3 separate regions of the Mus musculus genome follow, and regions 1 and 3 are each linked to region 2. Evidence: chromatin contacts called from public Hi-C and HiChIP or PLAC-seq data. All regions are on one chromosome and are shown on one strand. The core of a region is the stretch at or near the end of the contact, and the rest is flanking DNA. Distances in the headings are between cores, read along the strand shown.

Evidence for each region. Hi-C and Micro-C count contacts between places; a contact is called where the count stands out from the background. HiChIP or PLAC-seq counts read pairs in DNA pulled down with a chosen protein or histone mark.
Region 1: a Hi-C map of bone marrow-derived macrophages shows a contact between it and region 2, with 17 read pairs. The contact joins the promoter of 5430437J10Rik here to the enhancer-like site in region 2. A contact is called at or near these places in 2 of 484 Hi-C or Micro-C datasets (bone marrow-derived macrophages and group 2 innate lymphoid cells) and 1 of 115 datasets of contacts at active chromatin or transcription factors (bone marrow-derived macrophages).
Region 3: an H3K4me3 HiChIP or PLAC-seq map of bone marrow-derived macrophages shows a contact between it and region 2, with 5 times the contacts expected there. The contact joins two enhancer-like sites. A contact is called at or near these places in 3 of 484 Hi-C or Micro-C datasets (the HPC-5 cell line, bone marrow-derived macrophages and nephron progenitors) and 2 of 115 datasets of contacts at active chromatin or transcription factors (CD8 T cells and bone marrow-derived macrophages).

Annotation. Positions count from the first base shown.
Region 1 is chr15:5,494,140-5,497,924 of GRCm38.p6, forward strand. 5430437J10Rik (RIKEN cDNA 5430437J10 gene) reads left to right here and starts at 2,179. Exons shown (of 5, transcript NR_045274.2): 1 at 2,179-2,216.
Region 2 is chr15:5,261,226-5,265,476 of GRCm38.p6, forward strand. The region is part of intron 1 of Gm41257 (a long non-coding RNA gene); the gene reads left to right. Among named protein-coding and RNA genes, the nearest start is that of Gm41257, 8.7 kb to the left of the region's middle. Within about 2 kb of position 2,141, at least 36 of the 459 cell types and tissues checked have an H3K27ac peak or open chromatin away from gene starts, as enhancers often do. A contact at or near this core is called in bone marrow-derived macrophages, where this site is marked.
Region 3 is chr15:5,444,206-5,448,335 of GRCm38.p6, forward strand. It overlaps the pseudogene Gm46496. Among named protein-coding and RNA genes, the nearest start is that of 5430437J10Rik, 50 kb to the right of the region's middle. Within about 2 kb of position 2,411, at least 126 of the 459 cell types and tissues checked have an H3K27ac peak or open chromatin away from gene starts, as enhancers often do. A contact at or near this core is called in bone marrow-derived macrophages, where this site is marked.

The DNA of each region.
Region 1 (3,785 bases), core at 929-3,428, 230 kb after region 2:
TTTTGTCTGTGACGCATTCTTTTTGCCCCTTTCTTCACATTTTGAGCCTTGGTTTCACAACATCACCTTGGCTTCTGGGTGGAATTGACAACTCTCTGTTCTTCCCATAGGGTCACCAGCTGATGGTGGAATGAGCTGGCATCCATTCTGAAGCTGCTATCTGTTGGAATGCTTTCAGACAAAGCAGGAAATAAAAAGGAAAATTTTAGGAATTAAAGACAATTTCCATGGAATAAGAAAATCCCTACTGATAATTTCCCCAGACATACTTAGAGAACCTATGTAAACAGAAAAAGAAAATTTCAAAGATTTAATCAGAGCCAAGGCCCAGAATATAACAGAAAGGCTAAAGACATTACAGGGAAGAATGTGGTCTTCAGAAAAGGATCAGAGAGAGTTTAAGAACAGTGATAGGGCTGTAATAGGCTCCAAACGTTCTGTGGTCTTCAGTTTTGCACACTAGTTTATGTTGACTAGTACCAAGAGACTGAAATCCTAGCAGCTGGGCAGACCTAGGATGCCAACTAAGGTGGCTAATAGTCTATTGGGACTATGGGAGCACTTGGTTTGTGGCTAGTATAGACTGTGACATACTCAAAGTGTAAGATGCTCACCATGTTCTGATGACTGCATATGGGGAAAAAACAGCAGAAAAAAGGTGCTCATTAATAGTCTAACATTGATTAGATACTGAAATGATGAGTATTTTGAACATGTTAAGTTAAAATGTATTACTGAAATTAATCTTAATCTATGAAAAAAAAAAAACCTGTCCTTACTAGAAAATTGAAAACTATACCTGTGGTTCCTGTGAGTAGCCTGTATTCCATTTCTAGCATGTAGTGTAGACTTGGGCACAGCAAAGCTTTGTGTAGGAAGCTTAGCTGGCTGGGCTTCAGTGTATGCATCTCTGAAAGTCAGGAGCAAAGATGACTGGAAGGACTTGGTCCTCAAAGGCTTTGATCACATTCTTTCTTCAGTCCATGATTAACCTTGAGAAAATGACTTCTTATGAATATCGACTTATGCTTTCACGTTGGTGACACATTACCTTGGACATATTAGGTCTCCCAATGTTAGTCAGTTTGCAAATAATCTCTAAGTATAGCTCATTATTTATGGTAGCAAATGGAGATGTGCAGCTCAACATATTGAGAAACCCAGGGTGGAGAGCGTAGGGCAAGGGTCACAGAGTGAATCACAGCCTGGGTTTGAATTGGCATCTCTATGAGTCATTCTTGAGTTTAACCACTAGACAAATTTCCTCTTGAGAAATACTAAGTGTGATGGATCTTTCCCACCAGCATTCCAAGGACTGTTGAATCGGTGTCTGCCAAGATAATTATTAAGTAATAAAAGTGAGGTGGGCGACATGAAATTTCGTGGATCCTAGCCAGGAGCGATGTGTTATCTGTGTAAGAAACTGGCCCAATCTGAGACGTTTAAAGGGAACACAGTGATGTTATGTCTTTAGGGAGACATGGAGGGAATCCCACTGCAGAAGTGAAAGTGCTACTTCCTGCTTTTTAAAAAATCATTTCAAAATGGAAACGTATTTAGAAAAATGCCAAGACCAGGTTCATGGTGCTTTTTCACAAGGCTGAGGCCCCAGTTGGGTGGGAGTGAGAACTTGCATAAATTCTTTTCTGTCCCAAGAGGTATTTGAGCAGTGTGCTTCTACATGATGAAGCCGGTTACATCTGTGAACATGGTTACACCTGTGAGGTAGGCATATTTAAGCTTTCGAGGGTTGTAGTTCATGGCACTGAGCTTTGGTCCCATGATACTGCATGCACAACTTTCCTGTGGCAGTGATTGCAATCTGGTGAGCACCAGCATCTCTGCTCACAGCTGCTCTTTGTATCCCGCAGGTGAAGGAATTTAGTGTTTCTTTAGCATTTATTTTTTTAATACTGAGGAATGTAGGTACTTGTAGCCACATTGGTAGTGGTTTGTGAGAATTGAGGAATTGAGCCTAGCTATGTGACCACTCTCCACCCTCAGAAAAAAAAAAAAAAAAGAAAAGGGAAGAGAGAACTCAGGATGTAAAAGGCCTCTCATTGAGAGACTAGCCAGTTGGGATAGGAAGCCATGAGCTGCCAATCCACAGCACCTCCTATTGTAGCTAGAAAAGGGTGGGATGAAGATGGCTTTTACATCTCTAGGACGGAGGTGTTAGAAGCTGGATCAGGGACTGGATCAGAGGATCAGGGGAGGTAAGGTAATTTGTATGAGGAATTAGAGCTGCAGATACTTATGAAAGCTATGGGGAAGGACCAACCTAGAGCAGTGATTCATGCAGATAAAGATGGTAGGCTACCCAATCAGGGAGTCTAATACATAAGTTTGAAGATTTTGTTCTCTCTCTAGTGTAATCTCTGTCATATAACCCTATATTTAGACAAGAAAGAATTCACTATAGAGGCTGAGCAGTGGTGCTCCAGGAACTTGTCTACTGTGGGGTAGATTCATGATAACCTACTTAAGGCGGCAGCCACTAGAAGAAGGAAGAGTCAACACAGAATGCAAAGCATGGTATTTTGTTTTTATTTTTCAAGCTACTTCATCTGGGATTTAATGGGTAAGTTACAGTTAATTTTTAAAAATTTATTTATTTATTTACACCCCAAATGCTGCTGCCCCTCCTACTGGTCTTCCCTTCATGGAGTTCCTCCTGTCCTCTCCCACTGACACAGGACAAGGTATGCAGCAGCCCTCTGCTACATATGTGCCGGGGTCCTTGGTCCAGCCCAGGTATGGTGTTTGCTTGGTGGCTCAGCCTCTGAGAGCTCCCAGGGGTCCAGGATTTTTGACACAGTTAGTCTTTCAGTAGGGTTCCTATCCCCTTCAGGGCCTTCAATCCCATAAGGGTCCTGGAAGTGGTTATCTGCATCTTTTTGGTCAGCTGCTGGGTGGAGCTTCTCAGAGGACAGTCATGCTAGGCTTCTGTCTGTAAGCTTAACAGAGAATCATTAATAGTGTCAGGAATTGGTGCTTGCCTAAGGGATGGGTCTCAAGTTGGACCAGCTATTGGTTGGTCATTCCTTCATTCTCTGCTCCATTTGGCCCTGCATTTCTCTTAGACAGGACACATTTTGGGTTGAAAGTTTTGTGGGTGGGTTGGTGTCCTTAGCCCTCCACTGGGGTCCTTCCTGACTACAGGAGGTAGTGTCTTCAGGTCCATGTCCCCACTGATAGGCATCTCCACTAGGTTACCCTCATTGACTCCTGGGAGCCTCCCCTATCTCAGTTCTCAGGGACAGCCTAGAAATCCACTCCCCCCATCTCTGGCAGCTGCAGATTTCCATTTATTATCCTGGTCTTCTGGGCCTTACTCTTGTCTCTGGCCACACCTGATCCTGTCCTCCTGTTTCCCTCATGCTCCTCTCTCCCATCCACTTTCCTCCCTCCCCTTGCCTCCCTTTACTATTATGTTTCCCTTCTAAGTGGGATACAAGCATCCTCACTTGGGTCTTCTTGTTTAACTTCTTTGGGTCTGTGGGTGTATCATGAGTATCCTGTTTTTTATGGCTAATATCCACTTAGTAGTGAGTACATACCATGCATATATTTTTGGGTCTGGGTTACCTCAGTCAGGATGATATTTTCTAGTTCCATCCACTTGCCTGAAAAATTCTTGATGGTCTTGTTTTTAATAGCTGATTAGTATTCCATTGTGTAAATGAACCACACTCTCTGTATCCATTTTTCCATTAAGGGACATCTGGATTGTTTCCAGCTTCTGGCTATTATGAATAAGGCTGTTATGAACATAATGGAGCATG
Region 2 (4,251 bases), core at 891-3,390:
GTGGTGTGCTCCTATAACGCCTGTGCTCAGAGATATCACAAGTCTGAGGACAGCCCAAGCTTCATAGTCTGATCTATTTTGAAAGAGTAAACTCCTCCCTTGAAGGAAACTGGCATATGGTAGATTTCATACTCCATTTTCATTTCATACTCCATTTTCATACTCCAATGGGTGGCTTTACACCCATGCACAGATGGGCAGTACTAGTTGAACCCAATGGGTCCTTTAAAAAGATAGAAGAAAATAGAAAAAGAAAAAGAAAGGAAAAAGAAAGAGAAAAGAAAAAGAAAGGAAAAAGAAAAAAAAAGAAAAAGAAAAAGAAAAAGAAAAAGAAAAGCCTTGGGCAGTGGTAGGTAGTTCATGCCTTTAATCCCAGCACTCAAGAGGCAGAGGAAGGTAGATCTCTGAGTTTGAGGCCAGCTTGGTCTACAGAATGAGTTTCAGGACAACCAGGGTTCCAAAGAGAAACCCTATCTGGGAAAAAAAATGTCATGGGGAATTATGAGAGGCTGTGACTGTGAAGGAGCTGCTGAGAAGGAACTGGAGGGGTTGTATATGATCTAAGTACATTGTGCAAATGTATGAAATCACAAAATAAGTAAATATAGAGCCAAAATACCATGACAGGCAACCAAAAACAAAGCAATGGAGCAAAGCAAAACAAACCAAAACAATTGTACCAAGCTAGACCGACAGAGAAAAGAACTGTCCACATTTAAGGTGTACAATACGGTGAACTTGAAGACAAATACTCACTTGTGTAATCATTGCTACAGTTAATGTTTTCAACACACCCACCCGCTGCAGTTTCCCCTGAACCCCTATTTACCTTTTGCCTTTAAACTATTTTATTCATTTTTTGAAATTTTCATACATTTTTTTCAATGCATCTTGACAGTGTCAATCAATTCCTTCTTCCCCAAGCCTCCATCATATCCCCATTCCATTTCTTTTCTACTTTATGCTTTCTTTTTGTTGTTGTTATCAATAATTCCCCGAGTCCACTGAGTACACGGTATGTGGGGCTGCTCACTGGGGCATGGCAACCTACCGGTGGCCAAGTCCCAAAGGAGAGTAACTCCCTCGCTCAGCAGCCACCAGCTGCCAATAACTACGCCAGGGCTACTTTACCATCTGTGCTGGAATTTTGACTGGTTTGGTCTTGCACAGGCACCACAAGTGCAGCATCTGTCAGGTTGTGTCGGGAAGGCAGCACTTCACAGTTCTCTTCCGTTCTTCCCACTCCTTCTCCGACCCTGTTGCCTGATCCTTCCACAGTGGAAGGCTGACTCAGTAGACTTCACTCACAGCGGAGCCCGCACTGTTACATATACTGGATGCTTTGCCCAGTTACGAGTTTCTGAATTAAGCGATATCTACTGCAAAAAGCAGCTTCTCTCACCAAAGTCGGGAGCAACACAGAAATCAATTTCCATAAGGTTTCTTCATTATCTTCCACTTCCTGTCCTCTCCCTGCTAAAAATAAACCAATCAAGAGTTGAACATGTGTTTCTGAACTGATCTACTTTGCCAATCTTATGAAGTCTTACATTTAAGTTTGGTATGAGTGACAAGAAAAGAGAAGAACTGTGAACGAAAAGAAAGGTTTGAAAACCCAGAGCGAAGACACCATCCTGAATTGGCTCTGTGGGGGAGCTGAGCAAGGTTCTCCATGGTCTGCTTGTCCTGCCAAAATAACATACCGCACACAAAGTAGGTTAAGCAAGATAAATTTCCTTTCTTACAGCTGTGGAAGCTGCAAGGGTATTGGCAAGTTAAGATTCAGACACATCTCTGTGCTATGCAGATGCTCAGGCTCTTTTTGCCTTGCTTCTGTGTCCCCAGAGAACCTGCCTCATGTCAGGATACCAGTCAGACTGGATTAGAGCTGACCCTAACCCATGTCCCCTTGCTCCCTGCCCTGAGAGCCTTGTCCCTCTTTACTGGTAGTCATGTTGGGACTCCAGTTTCAATTTCAGAGAGTGGGCATCACAGCCAGCCCGCAGGAAGGCAATCCTTACAGGGCTTTTTATTATTCTGACAGAATTCGAAAGCGAATTGAGGATGTAAATGACTACAAACCTTCAGACCGAAATTAACTGGGGATAGCTCACTGAAGAATGAGGGTGATTACTAACACATTATGCAAATGGAGGAAACTAGATAAGAAAAGTAAATGGGCAATTTGAAGTGTAAGTGGCTTTATGCTACACAGTGAATTCATGGCCCGTCATCGGAGAAGTCATGCGTTTGCGGTGTCGGAGAATTAACTTGTCAAAATTGCTTGCATTTCTCATGTTTGTGTGGTTTGTTTTGAAACCTTTCTACAAGTCAAAGAGATTTATGGTATTTCCTTTATTATTTTTGGAAGAAAAAGCGGTGGAAAGAAAGTGTAAACATTAAACAAAATGAAGCTCTAGTTAAGTTGTTATTTAGTAACAAAGGAAATAGTTACCTAGTACCTAATTCATAATCTTTTGAAATATAATAAAAAATATTTAATTAAGATAAGCATCTAGTAAGGTGTTTATTTCATTTTATTAAGTTCTGAAAACCAATATTGCCACAATTATAATAAAAACTACCAAAACTATTGAGTTTTTTTAACCTTTTATCATTTTCAAATTAAAATGATAAATTAAAATTAAAATCCTTAATACTTAGAATGCTGAATGCTCAAATGTTTCTAGAAGAATTTAAAAATGTATGTATTGTCAGCTTGTCTATTTGACATATAACATGCATTGTCTGTGCTGTTACTTGTCCTCCCTCCCTCCCTCTCTCCCTCCCTCCCTCCCTCCCTCCCTCCCTCCCTCCCTCCTTCTTTCTTTCTTTCTTTCTTTCTTTCTTTCTTTCTTTCTTTCTTTCTTTCTGTCTTTCTTTCTTTCTTTGTTTTAAATCTACCTTTTGTTTTCATTAACAAGGCAAAATGACCATACCCAAGTCGCGGCATTGTTCGAGAGCTTTGCATGTGATAGTGAGATGGTGAATTACTTTATCATTGAGGTTATGCAGTATGGAACATTTCTCGTACATTTAACTGGATCTTTTCAGCTTTAATAAAGCTGTGAGTTAAATAACAAAAATCAGATAATTAACTCAGTCTTTACTTATTCAACTTGAAACAAACGAAAAATGTTTTGTGTCTTGTTTTGTTTTTGTTTTTCCCCAAATTGCTTGTGTTAGGTATGCAATGGAAAGACACAGCTGCCTGGCATACAATTCTGGTCTTACGATTCTTAGCTGTAACAACTCTGGGCAAGTTGTTGAGTATGTTTTTGTCTCAGTTTCTTTTGTGTGAAATGGTATTGCATTAATGCCTACTTTTAGTTTCGCTGTAGGATTAAACGAGGTAGCTGTGGAAAGTGCTTAGGAGGGGTACACGCCCATCATTAACATCATAGGTGTTAATTTACTAGATGTTTTTATTGTTAGCTGAAGTGGCATACCCTCCCCCACCCTTCTGCATTGTATAGTTGCACAATTAAACCCAAAACCCCAGAACCATTTCACTGATAAATAGTATTCCATAAGAAAGGAAGCTCTTGATCTGGGAATTATGACATCTTCTCCAAACCAAATTTGAGAAAGCTCTGCCCTTGAGCATCAATGAATCCAGAACTGGCATCTCCCCACATCTTGAACAGCAAGTATTATGTTTGGCTGATGTGCAAAAATTGAGCTGGCTACAGAGAAGTTGAGGCAGGATTGGTTATAGTTTCCTAGAAAGGAATTGCTTTAAATACCGAGAAGAGCAGAATGGACTCTTCTCAGCACTCCATAGATGCAAGCTGCTTAACAGGAGTGACTGAACGTGGAGGCTGAACGTCACTTGCAGGGTGCACACGGTAATATCCCAGCCTCCTCAGGGCAACTTGCAGCAACTGAAAAATTATATCCCCACACATAGGTGTATGGAATCCTAAAGGAGATGGACTCATGGATCTTGACTGATATCAGATCTAGCCTGTGAAGATTGTCTCATCTGGTGGCTAGGATGGGTCACCAAGGGATTATTATTGGTTCTGAAAATGTGTGGCTTCTTCAGACTTATATAATGATTGCTTAGATTCTTTGGACCTTAGTTTCTCCACAAATAAGTGAAGGGAAAGACATTTTTTTAATTGAAATGATTTTTTTCATATACTATATGCTGATAATTGTTTCCACCCCCCCAGTTCCATGTGCTTTCTTATTCTCTTTGGAAAACAAACAAACAAACAGACAAACAAACAGGCAAACAAAACAGGA
Region 3 (4,130 bases), core at 1,161-3,660, 180 kb after region 2:
TTCTTTAATGAATGTGGCTGCCCTTGTATTTGGAGCATAGATATTCAGAATTGAGAGTTCATCTTGGTAGATTTTCCCTTTGATGAGTATGAAGTACCCCTCCTTTTCTTTTTTTGATAACTTTGTGTTGGAGGTCAATTTTATTCAATACTAGAATGGCTACTCCAGCTTGTTCCTTCAGACCATTTGCTTGGAAAATTGTTTTCCAGCCTTTAACTCTGAGGTAGTGTCTGTCCTATTCCCTGTGATGGGTTTCCTGTAAGCAACAAAATGTTGGGTCCTGTTTCTGTAACCAGTCTATTAGTCTATGTCTTTTTATTGGGGAATTGAGTCCATTGATGTTACAAGAAATTAAAGAAAAGTAATTGTTGCTTCCTGTTATTTTTGTTGTTAAAGTTGGGATTCTGTTCTTGTGGCTGTCTTCTTTTAGGTTTCTTGATGGATTACTTTCTTGCTTTTATGAGGGTGTAGTTTCTGTCCTTGTGTTGGTGTTTTCCCTTTATTATCCTTTGAAGGGCTGAATTCATGAAAAGATTTTGTTTGGATTTTGTTTTATCATGGAATACTTTGGTTTCTCCATCTATGGTAATTGAGAGTTTTTCTTGGTATAGTAGCCTGGGCTGGCATTTGTGTTCTCTTAGGGTCTGCATATCATCTGTACAGGATCTTCTGGCTTTCATAGGCTCTGGTGAGAAACCTAGTGTAATTCTAATAGGCCTGCCTTTATATGTTACTTGACATTTTCCCCTTACTGCTTTTAATATTCTATCTTTATTTCATGCATTTGTTGTTCTGATTATTATGTGTTGGGAGGAATTTCTTTTCTGGTCCAGTCTATTTGGACTTCTGTAGGCTTCTTGTATGTTCATGGGCATCTCTTTCTTTAGGTTTGTGAAGTTTTCTTCTATAATTTTGTTGAAGATATTTGCTGGCCTTTTAAATTGAAAAATCTTCATTCTCATTTACTCCTATTATCCATAGGTTTGCTCTTCTCATTGTGTTCAGAATTTCCTGGATGTTTTGAGTTAGGATCTTTTAGCATTTTGCATTTTCTTTGACTGTTGTGCCGGTGTTCTCTATGGAATCTTCTGCATGTGAGATTCTCTCTTCCATCTCTTGTATTCTGTTGCTGATTCTCACATGTATGGTTCCAGATATCTTTCCTAGGGTTTCTATCTCCACCACTGTCTCACTTTTGGTTTTCTTTATTGTGTTTAGTTTCCCTTTTAGGTCTTGTATGGTTTTGTCCTATTCCATCACCTGTTTGGTTGTGTTTTCCTGTATTTCTTTAAGGGATTCTACCTCTTTAGCAGTGTTCTCCTGTATTTCTTTAAGTGAGTTATTAAAGTCCTTCTTGATGTCCTCTACCAGCATCAAGAGATATGATTTTAAAACCGAGTCTTGCATTTTGGGTGTGTTGGGTATCTAGGACTGGCTGAGGTGGGAGTGCTGGGTTCTGATGATGGTGAGTGGTCTTGGTTTCTGTTAGTAAGATTCTTATGTTTGCCTTTCGCCCTCTGGTAATTTCTGGAGTTAGTTGTTATAGTTGTCTCTGATTGGAGCTTGCTCCTCCTGTGATTCTGTTAGCCTCTGTGAGCAGATCTGGTAGTGTAGCTCTCTCCTGAGTTTCAGTGGTCAGAGTACTCTCTGTAGGCAAGTTCTCCTTTTTCAGGGAAGGTGCACAGATATCTTGTGTTTGGACCTCCCTCCTGGCTTAAGATGAAGTCCTGAAACAGGGCCTGTCCCAGAATCTGTATACCTTCTGTAGTGTGTTCTCTCACCTGAGCAGACTAGTCTCTGAGGGATCTGGTACCCAATATTGCTCTCCCAGGTGCTCTGTTGTAGAGCCCTCCTGGGCAGGGCAGATACCTCTCCTCTGTCAGGGAAGGTGCCGGGATGTCTGGAGCCCGAAATGGGCTCTGTTCCAGAAGCTGTGTTGCTTCTGCCTGTTGTAGAAGCTGTGTAGCTTCTGTAGTCCGCACTCTCGCCTGGGCAGACTAGTCTTTGAGGGATCTGGGACCCAAGATGGCTCCCCCCAGGTGCTCTGCAGCAGAGCCCTCCTCTGTCGGGGAAGGTGCCTGGATGTCTGGAGACTATAAATTTTTACTTCCTGGTTCCTGTTTTCTTCTGTGTAACTCTTCAACTTTACACTGTATCCTTGTTTCCTTTTCTGTAATCCCTCAAAAGCATAGACTTTTCCCTGGAAAGGAAACTAGAGATCCTGTTGTCCAAGTCCTTCACCTTACAGACGAGAACCTCCAGGCCAATGTTGATTTATTAACACCCGGAAGATGAATAAAGTAATAGCAGAAGTGAAAGATTAGGATCTTTTGAGCATAGTTGCTGTCAACGTGGTTTGACTCTTCTCAGAGCTCTGAGTCACTGTCTGTGTGATTGCACATTTGATTAAACACATACAGTTCCTTCTATAATTAGAGGCAGGTAAAAATAGCAAAGTGACTTGACCACTTCTCCATTTCCCTGGAGCCCATGTCACAATTATCGTCTTCCTTTTGACAGCAATGTTATAGTTTTATATTAACTATTTTATTCGTTTTTGGGGGTTTAATATAATTACTGCCTGGGGCCACTGAGGATTAGTGAAGCATATGTAAATAAAATCTGGGTGAGTTCAGAAAAGCACGAGGAGGGGAGATGTAGGAAACCCCCTGTAGCATTGCAGAGGTGTCAGGGCAGAAGTGAGAGCTGCAAACATGTCACAGCCTGGCGATGCTGTATCATAACCTACAAGTCAGGAGGTCTGGATTCCCTGTTCCTGGGTGCAGGTCTGAACCTTGGAAAGTTGATGACATTTAGCTGTCATTGGTGGCTTTCATTATTAGAATGAGCTAAAAGAGAAGGGACCTTTAAAGTGACCTTTCCCACCAGAACCTATGACCCAGATGATGTCATGCATGACAGGCCCTGTTACAGGGATTTTTCACATGATCAGCTGAGGAGCTACAATATCCATTTTGAACTTGTCCTGTAGTTCTCAAAAGAATGTACTAATCTTCAGCCGTGTGTGTGTGTGTGTGTGTGTGTGTGTGTGTGTGTGTGTGTGTGGGCCTTCTGTATGAGAATGAGAAGATGTTGGGTGAGAGCCTCATTTAGGTGACAGGAAAATAAATTACTTCAATCTACATTAATGATGAAAGTTCATTTACTCCTATTTTATTAATATATTTTTAGTTAAAAGAGAATTACATCCCTTTCCCACTACCCCTTTCCTCCCTCCAGCCCCTTCCCAGATATTTTTTCCTCCAATCCCTCCTATGACCTTCCCATGCTTACATTGCTAGCCTCTATTTCTTTGATTATTACTGTTTCATATATACATATGTGTGTGTGTGTGTGTGTGTGTGTGTGTGTGTGTGTGCACGTGCATAAGTATCCACAAATATATAATCAACTTTCTGGGTCTTTTTTGGTTGTTTGTGTATATATGGACCCGTATTCATTGAGTAACCAACAAGGGGACTTATATCCAGGAGAGGCTAATTCTCCTCTGGCTGTTATTAGTTGCCTGTGGGTGGGTCCCATGACATTTTACCCACTTTCATGTCACCAGATCTATTGATAATGAAATTGTTCCAGTCTTGTTTATTCAGCCATTTCTAGGAGAGACTGTTTCACAGCCAACTTCCTGGTGTTCTGGATCAGACAATCTTTTTACCCTTTCTTCCAGGATATGCCCTGAGCCAAGCCATAGATATAAGAGCTGTGATATAAGTGTATCCATTGAGGCTGGGCTCCTCATGATCTGTCGCTGTATTGTGTTCAGCTGTGGGTTTTTTGTGATAGACTCCATTTGCTGTAAATAGAGGCTCTGTTTGATGAGGTGTGGGAGCTACCTACACTTATCTGTACCCACAGCATTGAAGGATGAGATTTGAGTTGTAGTGAGTAATTACTCTGGTTTAGCCAAGTCATGGTGGTAAATTCTTTTCTAAGGTCTATGCCCTCACAAAACTTGAGAAGCTAGCTAGATTTCCCATACAAGGCATGAATTCCTTCCTGTTGCATGAGACTTAAGTCTAATTAGACAGCTGTTGGTTATCACCAACACACAAGGGATTCTCATTTCATTCTTTGGATATCTTATCATGCTGATCATTGTTGTGCTTCAT